Regions from separate parts of the Mus musculus genome. Here regions 1, 2 and 3 are each linked to region 4. The links are chromatin contacts, called in public Hi-C and promoter capture Hi-C maps. All regions are on one chromosome and are shown on one strand. Each heading gives the region's core, a stretch centred on a gene start, on an enhancer-like site or on the middle of the called end of the contact. The rest is flanking DNA. Distances are from core to core; before and after follow the strand shown. Region 1 holds the start of Gfm1 (G elongation factor, mitochondrial 1). Region 2 holds the start of Lxn (latexin). Region 3 overlaps Ift80 (intraflagellar transport 80). Region 4 holds the start of Schip1 (schwannomin interacting protein 1).

Region 1 (2,700 bases), core at 107-2,606, 630 kb before region 4:
GAATCAGGAAGATGATGACCTGTTAGGCTGTAGTTTCCTTTGAGGGGTCAGGGAGCTTTTTCTGTGTGGTAGGATGGGGAAGGAGGGCACATAGGGTTTTGTAGCTGGGGGGTGTGTGGGGGGGGGGTGTGTCGGGGGGTGATGAGCACGGGTTCCAGCCTAACAACACTAAAGTAAGGAGATCATTTTCTGCGGAGAGGGAATATGGTCTGGCTTGAGAAGATCCTTTTAGTCAGTGTGTGAGTTTACTGAAAAAAAAAAAAAAAAACCGGGAAAGACAAAAGCCGTGAAATCAACCCGGTTCTCATCACAGTAACCCCAGGAAGAAATAGCCCTGTGGAGAGGTGGAAGGAAATGGGAGGTTCGCATATGCTGAGAGGCTTAGATTACAGGAGCCAGCAAGTGACTGCCATCTTTGGCTAGGTCAACTGGATGGACGGAGATTCTTTTGCTAAGATGGAGACTGTATGAGGAGGTTTGGGGAAGACTAGAAGCTCTGTTTTAGATATGTCAACGTTTTTGAGGCCTTTAAGAAGCCCAGACAGAAGCGCCACGGGTGCAGTTTTGAAGATGCATAGCTAGTATTACTGATGAACAATAAAGAAGGTTTTGAAAAATTTTATTTGTAATCCAACATATATCTACTCTCATTTCCCCAGAGTCTCTTTGAAGTATTTGTTTTTAAGATTTACTTATTATGTATACAGCTTTCTGCCTGCATGTATACCTTGCAGGCCAGAAGAGGGCACCAGATCTCATTACAGATGGTTGTGAGCCACCATGCGTTTGCTGGGAATTGAACTCAGGACCTCAGGAAGAGCAGACCTCTTAACCTCTGAGCCGTATCTCCAGCCCCTCCCCCAGATTCTCTGATGCTGTAGTAATGAATACATTTTTGTGTACTCCTTCCATTTAAATTGTTATAAACGTTTTCCCATTGTCATGCAGGTAAAACAACTATGTTTAAAATCTGCAGCTTTTGTTTTGTTTTGTTGAAACAGGTTCTCACTGTCTAGTCCTGTCTGGCCCAGAATTCTTTGCTGACCAGGCTATCTTGGAACTCATTAGAGATCCGCCTAGTTCTGCCTCTGAAGTGTTCTTATTAGACATGTGTGACGCCATACCCGGCACGTTTTTGTTTTTTTTATACAGAGATGGTTTTTTAATTTTTATTTTTTTCCTTTAAAGACAAAGGGACCAGAGTACCTGCCTCCGTAGTAATGACACCTCCCTGTGACAATCCTCTGCATAAACTACGCTTTCTCCTCCTGACCAGGAGAGGGCGCGCGCCACGTCGAGCTCAGACAGAGGTGCCTCTCCCTTGTCTTCCTCTGGCCGTCCTCCTGACCTTCCTCCCGGAAGTGCTCCTGCGGCTCCGGTTGCCGGCGTGACTTTGAGCTCTTCCCGCTCTGCTGCCGGCGCTGAGCACAACCGATCACCTCAGAGCAGGAGCCTTGGAAGTGGCTGTTCCAGGCTTGCCATGCGGCTGCTGCGGGTCGCCGCAGCCCTGGGGCGTGGACCGTTCCCTCGGGTCCCTGCAGTCCTGGGCTGGCAGGGGAAGCAGGTACTGGTGCCAGAGAACCTTCCAGAGCAGGGCAGGTTGGCGACACCTTTCCTTACCTGGGGTCTTGAGCAGCGATTTCCCGAGCCCCGTAAGCCCTTGGGTATCCGCATGCCAGCTCGGCCTTGCGACCCGCAGCTCTGCGCCGGGGTCCCTCCCTTCCTGATGATCTACCTTAAAGAGAAGTGCCCCGAGTGAAGGTCAGATGAAAGTTAGTGTCCCCGGGGCTCGAATCCCGGATTTCGGACTCGTTATCCAGTGGTCCTCTTACTACTGGGTGTGGTTGGATGCTCTCTGAACGTGTGGGTTCTATTCAACATCCCGGTACTCTTCTCTGGCCAAGTTTCCCAGTCAGGTGTATAGATTAAACTTTGTAAGTCTTTGGAGTGAGGTACTCAGAGCAGGGAAGCCGTTGGTAGATGTGACCTCTTACCTGTCATGGATACCTCGTTTGCTTTGCTACCAAGTGTTCCTGTGGTTTAACCATCCAAGCGCTTGTCAGCTGTCTTCTTTGACATGTGCCCAGTTTCCCTCTACCCAGAAGTGTTTGCCAAGCGTTTGGGTGTGCAGTTTTGTTTTGATTCAACAAATACATCCCCCTCCACCCCCCACTGTAAAGCTGACAGGAACACCACCACCCCAAAAGGCACTTCCTTGTTTTCGTTCAGATGAAATTGGAAACCTTTTTGGAGTTGTCTTGTGGCTGTTAGTTGGGTAGACCCATATGCCCCTTGCTAGCTGTGAATTACAGGACGGGAGAAGACAGAGAACCTAAGGTACAATTCAATCTAAAACTTGTATCTCTTGTTAAAGTGGCCATTGAGAGGTATAGCTCTGACTATTATGGTAGTGTGTATTTAAAAGTTAGCAGTGTGGATCAGCCAGCCATAAGGGTAGTTGTCAAGTGTGACAGCCTGAGTGTCAGTCTTGGGACCCACACAGTGGAGGGGTGAAAACGTAGCCCATGACTGCTCTTCCAGAGGAAGAGTTGAATGCCCAAAACTCACATCTTTGTTCGGAACCATCCATAACTCCAGCTCTAGGCGATGTGACCTTTCCAGCACCAGGCGTGCACGTGGTGCAGAGATATATATGCAAGCAAAACACATATACACGAACCTTTAAAAGTCTCAAGTTTA
Region 2 (2,700 bases), core at 91-2,590, 600 kb before region 4:
GGTCTTGTTCTGACGTTCCTCATGACTGTACATCTTACCATCCTTCATCGCTTCCCAAGCCCGGCTGCTCAGGAAGGCGGTCATCGGGTGTCTAGCATGGACTTGGCAGTATCTAGCAAGTTTATTTAGGTAGGTCTAGGAAGCGGGTGGAAACGTACAGAGGACACAGATGCAGTGGCAGTAGGCACATCTTTGGAAGGGTTTGTCTTAAAGCCGGGGGTACCAGAGTGTTCAGTGAGTAAACGACGTGTGGTGGATGAGTGCCAAGTGCTCAGAGACAGTGTGTGTAAGTGCTGTTGATACTGTCCTGTCAAACACCACTTCAAAAGACCTTATGAATAGATCATTTAGATATCCCCCTTTTAAATGAAAGCCAGTTTTGAAGTGTGTAACTAATTTATATTATCTAGTACAGTTTCGAAAATAAAAATCATTTCTTTGTCAGCCAAAAAAATCTTGAGCTGTAAGAAAAAAAAAATAGGGACACTCGCTAGGTAGGTGAGGCCCTTTAGCCTAGCCGGCTTCAGCAGAGGCAAGGCTGCATGTCAGGCAGGATGTGGGCGGCTGGAGCCCGAGCAGCCCACACTGCCTTTGTTTTTTCCTCGGGGCGAATTTCTTGCGTTTTCCCGTCGTTTTGGGCAAAGGGCTTAAGAGTTACTCTTAAAAGTTTATGGAGTCGTTTGGAGGCCATGAGCTTTTGTTGGCCAAGGCTAGCTAGCGGCAGATGGAGAAACTATAACAGCTTCCAGATTGTTTAGAATGCTGTCTTCCCTAGACCTCTTCTCTCCACAGGAAAGGGTGAGATTAACCCCGTGTATTTCCCAATCCCTTAAACTAATATGCACAAAATCTGGCTGCATAGGTCCTCTGCTTTACCGTGAAAGCAAACAGTTCTGGGATGAGTCCCATATAGGGGAGCTCATAGCAATGCTATTCAGAGGCAGAGCAGGGTCCCGCGGCCGGGATGGGGTGGGGGCAGTAGGGGGAGCCGATCGCAGGGCTTCTCCTCGCAGACTCACCTCCTTGCTGGCCTGCTGGACCGTCTGCACCAGGAACAGCTTGTGGGGAGTCCCCTGCTGGTAGTTAATGCAGTTCTCCGCCACCGAGGCGGCCCTGGACGCAGCATAGTGGGTGGGTGGGATTTCCATCTTGGGGGAGACAGCGCGGGCTATCCTAGTTCAAAGAGATCACGGCGGGTGCAGCCAGGGTCCCGTCAGTGTGGAGTGCTGGCCAGCCGAGTGGGTGTCCAAGTGGGTGTCGGTGAGGTGGTGAAGTCAGTCGGTAGCTGGGCTGGGCGTGCGCGCTTGCTCGCTCCTCAGCGCCTTCCTTCCCTCTTCCTCCTTCACTCAGGAAACCGTTCGGGCAGTGGCTCTGCCGGGAGCCTCGGCCCCGCCCTGGGGTAGGCGGGCACCTCCGGGAGAAAAGCTCGGGCATTCCCTCCGGCTCCCGCGGGTCTGGGCAGGTGTGGAGCGGGAGGGAGAACCTGGAGGAAGGGGAAGGGCTTTCTGGCCTTGCCTCGATGGGTCCTTCTGAGGGCTTCAGCTGCCGGATGAGGAATCGCTGGCTGTTTCACGTACAGATTAGAGTACACCTCTCCTTTTTCAAACGGGCTGTCACGGGGCAGGGGGCAAAGTGCTCCAAGTGTAATTCAGCCCTTACCCTTCCCTTTGTGAGACTCTTGCTCAGCCAGGTTCCTTTAGAGGCAGATCCAGAGTGGGAAAGCAGAAAAGCCATTTTAAAACGTTGGGAGACTGGTCAGGATCAGAGGAAATACTTCCCCATTCATAAGACCTTAGTGATCTTAGAAATATAAAGCTTAATGAGCGTGAACCACCACTCCCATCTTTCTTGAAATCCTATTTTAATGACTTTTTATGTGTATGTGCACACGTGTGTGCAGGCACATCAGATTACCCGGGAGCTGGAGTTGTGTGCCACACAGTATGGGTGCTGGGGACCAAACTCAAGTCCTCTGCCTCAGCTGCCGAGCCAACTCTCCAGCCCCATCTCTATTTCTCTTAAAAGGTAGATGGTTGGAGGCTTTCTGGGTAGACTGTCTATGTTGCAGCCACTCTGCAGAGAAGGGGAAGGTGCCCTGTGGGACACGTGTTGCTTTCCTCGTGTGCTAATGGAGCTTTCCTATAACTGAGGACTTTCTTTGGGCCCAGTGGATTATTAAATACCAACCAACTCAGTTCGTTCATTCCCCATCTTTTCTAGTTATGTTAGCCAACAGCAATGAAGCAGCTAGGGGATAACAAGTCTAACTTTTTTTTTTTCTCTTGATATTGGAAATGTTTGTCTTTTTAGCTGTAAGCCAACCCCTTTAGGAGAGAGTGTGTGTGTGAGTATGGGCTTCCAAAGTGAGCATTTTAAAGTCTAACGAATAGTCAAAGATTCTGTATTTAATAATTAGTATAGACTGGCATGATGGCACTTGAGGTTTCTTAAAATTGTAATTATTACTTAAAAGGGAAACTTTTTCATTTAAACATTAAATAAACTGAATTGCAAGAATATCATTCCTAGCCTTGTGCCTTCTTTTAAAATGTCTTTCTTAGAGTTTTTGCCTGCATGATGTGTGTGTGTGTGTGTGTGTGTGTGTGTGTGTCCCTATTGCCCAAGGAGGTGTCAGTAAAAGGTGTCAAATTCCATGGGACTGGAGTTAGAGATGACTGTGAGCCACCATGTTGCAGGGAA
Region 3 (2,700 bases), core at 70-2,569, 890 kb after region 4:
ATGCTCTTTCCTGGCTTAACTTTTTGTTCTTTTATTTATTTATTTTGGTGTGCACACATGGTGCTCCCGTGGAGGGGAGAAGACAACTGAGTTGATTCTCTCCCTCTGCCATGTGGGTCTTGGGGATCCGAGTCAGGTCATCAGGATGGGCAGCAAGGACCACACCTGCTTGATATCAGCGAACATTTTATATTTTCTTGAATGCATAACAGCTGTGTCAAAGTGTCAAATTATACTTGAGAAAACCTAAAGTGGATAATGCTTCTATCCATGTGCTACAAAGGAAGGCCATTTTCACATTTTCTGGGGAGTCAAAAATGTATTGCTTTGTCAATTTTAGATGCATAAAACTTGTTACTGAAAAGATAGTATTTCGGAGTTCTGGAGTATTTCTACTTAACTTCAGACTTCTAATTGGGTTCCTTTGGTTGGGTGTTGTGTGCCTTTAATCCGAGCACACGGAGAGCAGAGCCTGGCAGAGCTCGCTCAGTCCGAGACCAGTCTAGTCAACAAGCACTACACAATGGACCCAGGCTCACTGTCTCAAAATGTTTCTGTTGATTTATCAACATTTCTTTAATTATTTTGAGCACATGGCCTCTGTGTAACAGGCTCAGTGCTGGATATCTTAGGAATGGTTTTTGTCACCTTTTTTCCCCCTAAGAATGGGCCATTGTATTCCACTTTTTAGTATGTCTTATATCTTGAGGGTTTTTTGTGTTTTGAAAACTCATTTTTTCTTTTCTTTTAAAAACTGGATATTTCAATACCACCATGTGAATAACTCTGGAAAACAGACTCCTGATTCAGTCTGTGTACTTGCCTGATAGGAACAGCAGTCACCTGCCCATTTAGAGACTTTTCCAGACTGTTAGCCCAGAGACTATTCCTCTCCTGTCTGGTAACTGAAGTCTTCACTGTGGTATTCAACAGTCAGCCAATGACCTGACATAGCCAAACAGAAAGACAACGGCTACCATCCAACCTCTGCCCAGCTGGCTGTGCCTGGGGCACTCCCGTAACACCAAAGCACCACCATCAGGAACTCTGATGTGGCCTCTCCAGTTTGTGAATCACCCACAAGCCACCATCGACAGATGCTGCCTATCTTCCCTGGTCTCCTCATGTGTGTCTGACGCTGGCTTGTATGGTATAAACGATGGATTCCTCAGGAAAAATGAGAGCCCACTAAAGCCCTTGTTCTTTATCTCTCTTCCCCTCTTTCCTAGGTTTCTTTGGGATCAGTCTACTCCCTCCTTCATCTGCCACCCCTCACTCAATTGACTGCTGGTAGCCATTTGAGGAAGGAAGGCAGGCAGGCAGGCAGGCAGGCAGGCAGGCAGACCTTTTCGGTTAAGCACAAGCTTCCTTTCACATTCTTAACGAGCTGCAGGCAATGCATTTTAGGAAAACAGAACAACTGCCAATCAGCTTCCTACTCACAGATGCTCATTCCTCATTTTGCTAGAATACTACTATGATAAACCTGAGGTATATGTTATACAAACTCAGCATGCGTGCACAGTATCTATCAACGTCAACTGCTATAGGCAGGGTTCAGAGCAGAGCTGGCAGAGTGCTTGTTAGACATGCACAAAGCCCCAGCCCCACAAAGGCTGGCCACAACCCTGGCCAGAGTTTATCCCTAAACAGGGACAAGGGAAGGGAAGGGAGGAAAACAAATGCATGGACCAAAGACAAGCTAGAAGAGGACCACCCATAGCACACTCCCGTAAGTAACTCCAGTGAACTCACTGGCTAAGCAAGACCGACCTGGGTGGATCCTTTCCTTGGTCTGTTTACACTGTCATCTGGGGTGAGTAGATGTTTGTTTTGTGTTTCTCCAGGGGAGGGGGAAAAAAAATCACACAGCAAGTACTTCCCAATCAGCACTGTAAAAGCTGCCCTGGGCCCACGGTCCGCACTAAGAGCCACAAAGCAGCAGCTTCCAGCCTCCTTCTGATCGGAAATAAGATCATGAAGAGGTGGAGCTGGGAAAGGGGATTCTTGACAACTAGGTATTCAAGACCAAGGAGCACGCTCAAGCAACCCCTACACAAAAATGACCAGAACAAGAAAGAGTCTAAGCCTAAGGTAAGATTTCACTTAAGCACATTACAATTAGGGCTCCAAGAGCCCACAGTTCTGGACTCAAAGGCCTTAGTGGGAAGCTTATTATTCCACTAAACAGACATCAAGCTGCCCCCTAAATCTTTAGACCCATCAACTGTTTTTGTGCAGCTCTGAGACCTCCTGTGAGAAGTTTCGTCATGCAGTTAATGCTGAAACTCACAACTGGTTAACTAACATGAAGAAAGTGTCTGTGGTGTGCCCAGCCACAAATGGGACAGCTGTGTAACACTCCTTTCCCCAAAGGCTCCGGACCGTTGTGAAATAGGGGACAAAAAGACTGTAAGAGCCAGAAGTTGGGGAAGACTGGAGTGCAGCAGTGTCTTCTAGTCCTTCTTGGACAACTGCATTAATGGGCACAAGGCAATTGTGGTTATCTACACAAGATAGGTCTGCAGAAGAGCAAGCCAACTGACACTCCAACCTGCATGCAGGGCTCATGGACTCCCACTTTAGCTAAGGAGCCACTTCCACCGATGCTTCTAGGCGGGGAGAGTCCATTTTCTTTGTGAATGGAGCCCCCGGAGGCTGACCACGCTGCAGAGGACAGCCGCCCAAACCCTCAGTATA
Region 4 (2,749 bases), core at 11-2,510:
ACCTACTGAGTTCACGCATGGGGAAGTTTTGCCAATCATGACTGAAAAAAAAAATCTTTAATTAGGCTATGTGACTAACTAGAAATAAAAGAGAAGCATGCTGTATAGAATAAAACTGGACACTCTCATCCTAAGTTCCTTAAAACTGTACCTGTATGTTATCTTTTACAGTGGCTTATTTAGAATATATCGTTAACATTTTAACTATTTCTTCATTCTGTATTTAAAACATCTGTGAATAATTAAAGAAAGCTCCCTACCAACTTTTTGAAAATACAATTCAAATCTTTTCAGAAGTAGTAAGTTTTTGATGCTTTTGAAATGTTTTATCCCATTAAATAAAATAGTGTTAGGAGTTGAAGGGAGTTGCTTGAGCTTTTATTTCTCAGTCATGGTGATCTGATTTTTAGAAGATTACATTTTTTTTTAACGTGCTAAAAATTCTGAGTTGTTTTCGAAGTAGATTCCATGTCTGAAGAAATCATTCTCGTTTCTACGGCAGCTCCTGGGGAGCAGAGAAGGGGCTTCACACTCTTCATGAGTTGATCATAATGACACATCTCCTGAGGCACACCAGAAGCTCATCCCAGCTCACCCCGAGACGGCTTCGCGTGTGAGCTGGGAATCGACCTCTTTGAGGCATTCTGTTGATAGGGTTAACCGTATTGGTGGAAGACCAAGTTATTTGATGCAAATAGATTTTCAAGAAAATCATTATGCTAAATACTTAATAGAAGGATTTCATCTACATACGGCAGCAACTGTGACCTGCTTTCAAGATGACATCACTGGGTGTCATGTGGCTCTTTATACATTCCAGCCTCAGAAAGAGGTAACCTACGAGAAGCAGAAGAGTCTGCTGATATTTGCTGTGAGAATCTTCAGCAGACAGAAGCCGGGACGAGAGGGAGGCAGAGCTGCTTGCACAGTGTGTATCGTGGAATTCCACAATGGAGCCTTGTGGAGTTTTCAGCTTTATTTTCATATATTTTTTAAGTTAATGAAGATTAGGTGAATCAAGTGCTTCATATTAGAGGGGAATTGTTCTCTTCATAAAGATCAAGAGGTTCTCTCTTTGGACTTCTCTGTTCTCCAAGGAGCCTGGTCATCTTTGTATGTTTATTCCCCCTATTTGAACAACGCAGACAAAAACCAGGCAGTTTCTTCTCTTGGGAAACTTACATTTTTCCTTCAGTTTTGAAGATTTATGCTCCAAGATTTGCTTTAAGCTGCCGGGGTTGTTAACTAAAGGGGAGACATCACACCTCGCGGCATGCGCTGTAGAAACTCTCTAGGTAACTTTACCTGCTAACAAAGTGGCTCTCTATGGATTCCTTTCCAAGGCGGTTTCAGTGAACCGCTCTTCCTTCTCAAATGGACGAGGGTAGCTCTTCAGCACCATGGAGAGGTCTGAGCAGCGCGTAAGGGCCGCGTGGGACTGCGACCCAGGCAAGCAAGCTGACAGAGTAAGTTTTCCACATCCAGTCTTGTATACCATAGACATATGGGAACAGTAACCCCCAAGTCTAATAAAACAGACACTATAAAAGATAGGTTCTTCACTGCATTTTAAAGTTTAGAGACAACCAGGTAAATGTTATTTTAGAAAGAGCTAATATGCTCATTTAAAGAAAATATTGCATTCTATGATGTGAATGTCTGTACTTTGAATTTTGAGAATGTTGAAAGTTAAAACTCCAACACAAATTAACTACACTGAAAATATACAATCCAGATGTTTTGGAACTATCATTTTATAAACATACATAGATAGTTTCAAATGTGCAGTTTGTTGCTCTTTGTAATCAGAAGGGGCTGAAAGGGGGTTTCTGATTGGTCACTAACCTGAAGAGCAGTTAAACTCTTAGACCACAGATCATAATTTCCATTCCAAAAGAGCACTTAGCTGTCCTAATGTTCAGACACACAGGTGACAATTGTGACTTAAAGCGCTGGCATTTATTTGCATCAAATACATACAGCGGAACTGATGGAGGTTATAAGCAGCTTCTTAAAATAACATGATTAGATATGGGCTATTGAAATTGCTATCTTAGTATCACTAGATATATTTATTTAGTTTCAAAACTTCCAACTTAACTGTTTAAATTAAAAATTCAAAAACAACAAATTTATTGTCGTCCCCCCCCCAATCATTCTTTAGCCACCCTTACAAATCATCCGTACACCCCTGGAGAACTGTATATTACAACCTCACACAACCAAGGGAGAAGATCCTCTTAATTGCTGCCAATAACGACCCCAGCACATATTCTGTGTAGGAGAACATAGGGCCATTTAAAACATAATTAAAGAAAAAAATTTTTTCAGGCCAGTTAAATATAGTTTCAGACACATATGCTAAACCCTTTACTTTAAAGTATAACGACACTCTTTTAATGTTATTATGATATAAAACTCACTTCTCTTGATGGTTCTTATATTTGAAAACATCAAGCATAGATATTTCTTTCTATTATATATTAATTTCAGCTGAATTGCCATTCATCTTAACTCTTCAGTAACTTGCCATTTGATTTTTAGATAAATGGTACTTATTCTTGACAGTATGTGAAATGTATAATTTAAAAAGACATGACTTAATTTTGCACTAAGGTGCTATTGTTATATGTATTTTTGACAGCTTTGCTTAGTAGATACACTAGAGCTTTCCTAAATTGATCTCAATATTTAAGAGAACTAAGCGATTTGAAATGTGTGAAACCTAGCTTTACCACCCAGATCTTTT

What was found. Promoter capture Hi-C pulls out the DNA fragments that hold promoters and counts their contacts. Hi-C and Micro-C count contacts between places; a contact is called where the count stands out from the background.
Region 1: a promoter capture Hi-C map of embryonic stem cells shows a contact between it and region 4, with 2.8 times the contacts expected there. The contact joins the promoter of Gfm1 here to the promoter of Schip1 in region 4. A contact is called at or near these places in 10 of 39 promoter capture datasets (the 3T3-L1 cell line, the C10 cell line, embryonic stem cells and 3 more), 1 of 15 datasets of contacts at CTCF or cohesin (pro-B cells), 2 of 484 Hi-C or Micro-C datasets (the N1E-115 cell line and embryonic stem cells), 4 of 115 datasets of contacts at active chromatin or transcription factors (embryonic stem cells, large pre-B cells and pro-B cells) and 1 of 9 other capture datasets (embryonic stem cells).
Region 2: a promoter capture Hi-C map of neural stem cells shows a contact between it and region 4. The contact joins the promoter of Lxn here to the promoter of Schip1 in region 4. A contact is called at or near these places in 12 of 39 promoter capture datasets (the 3T3-L1 cell line, the C10 cell line, the HPC-7 cell line and 7 more), 1 of 484 Hi-C or Micro-C datasets (embryonic stem cells) and 1 of 115 datasets of contacts at active chromatin or transcription factors (large pre-B cells).
Region 3: a Hi-C map of cortical neurons shows a contact between it and region 4, with 4 times the contacts expected there. The contact joins the enhancer-like site here to the promoter of Schip1 in region 4. A contact is called at or near these places in 5 of 39 promoter capture datasets (embryonic stem cells, hippocampal neurons, liver and 1 more), 1 of 15 datasets of contacts at CTCF or cohesin (stem cell-derived epiblast-like cells), 17 of 484 Hi-C or Micro-C datasets (the N1E-115 cell line, the P5424 cell line, cardiomyocytes and 10 more) and 1 of 115 datasets of contacts at active chromatin or transcription factors (astrocytes).

Annotation. Positions count from the first base shown.
Region 1 is chr3:67,428,759-67,431,458 of GRCm38.p6, forward strand. It overlaps Gfm1 (G elongation factor, mitochondrial 1), which reads left to right and starts at 1,357. Exons shown (of 18, transcript NM_138591.2): 1 at 1,357-1,564. The coding sequence starts at 1,481.
Region 2 is chr3:67,462,567-67,465,266 of GRCm38.p6, forward strand. Lxn (latexin) reads right to left here and starts at 1,341. Exons shown (of 6, transcript NM_016753.4): 1 at 1,020-1,341. The coding sequence starts at 1,148. The region is part of intron 13 of Gfm1 (G elongation factor, mitochondrial 1); the gene reads left to right.
Region 3 is chr3:68,955,267-68,957,966 of GRCm38.p6, forward strand. All of the region lies in intron 8 of Ift80 (intraflagellar transport 80), which reads right to left. Among named protein-coding and RNA genes, the nearest start is that of Ift80, 48 kb to the right of the region's middle. Within about 2 kb of position 1,320, at least 47 of the 459 cell types and tissues checked have an H3K27ac peak or open chromatin away from gene starts, as enhancers often do. A contact at or near this core is called in cortical neurons and hippocampal neurons, where this site is marked.
Region 4 is chr3:68,063,542-68,066,290 of GRCm38.p6, forward strand. It overlaps Schip1 (schwannomin interacting protein 1), which reads left to right and starts at 1,261. Exons shown (of 8, transcript NM_001113421.1): 1 at 1,261-1,466. The coding sequence starts at 1,401. All of the region lies in intron 4 of Iqschfp (Iqcj and Schip1 fusion protein), which reads left to right.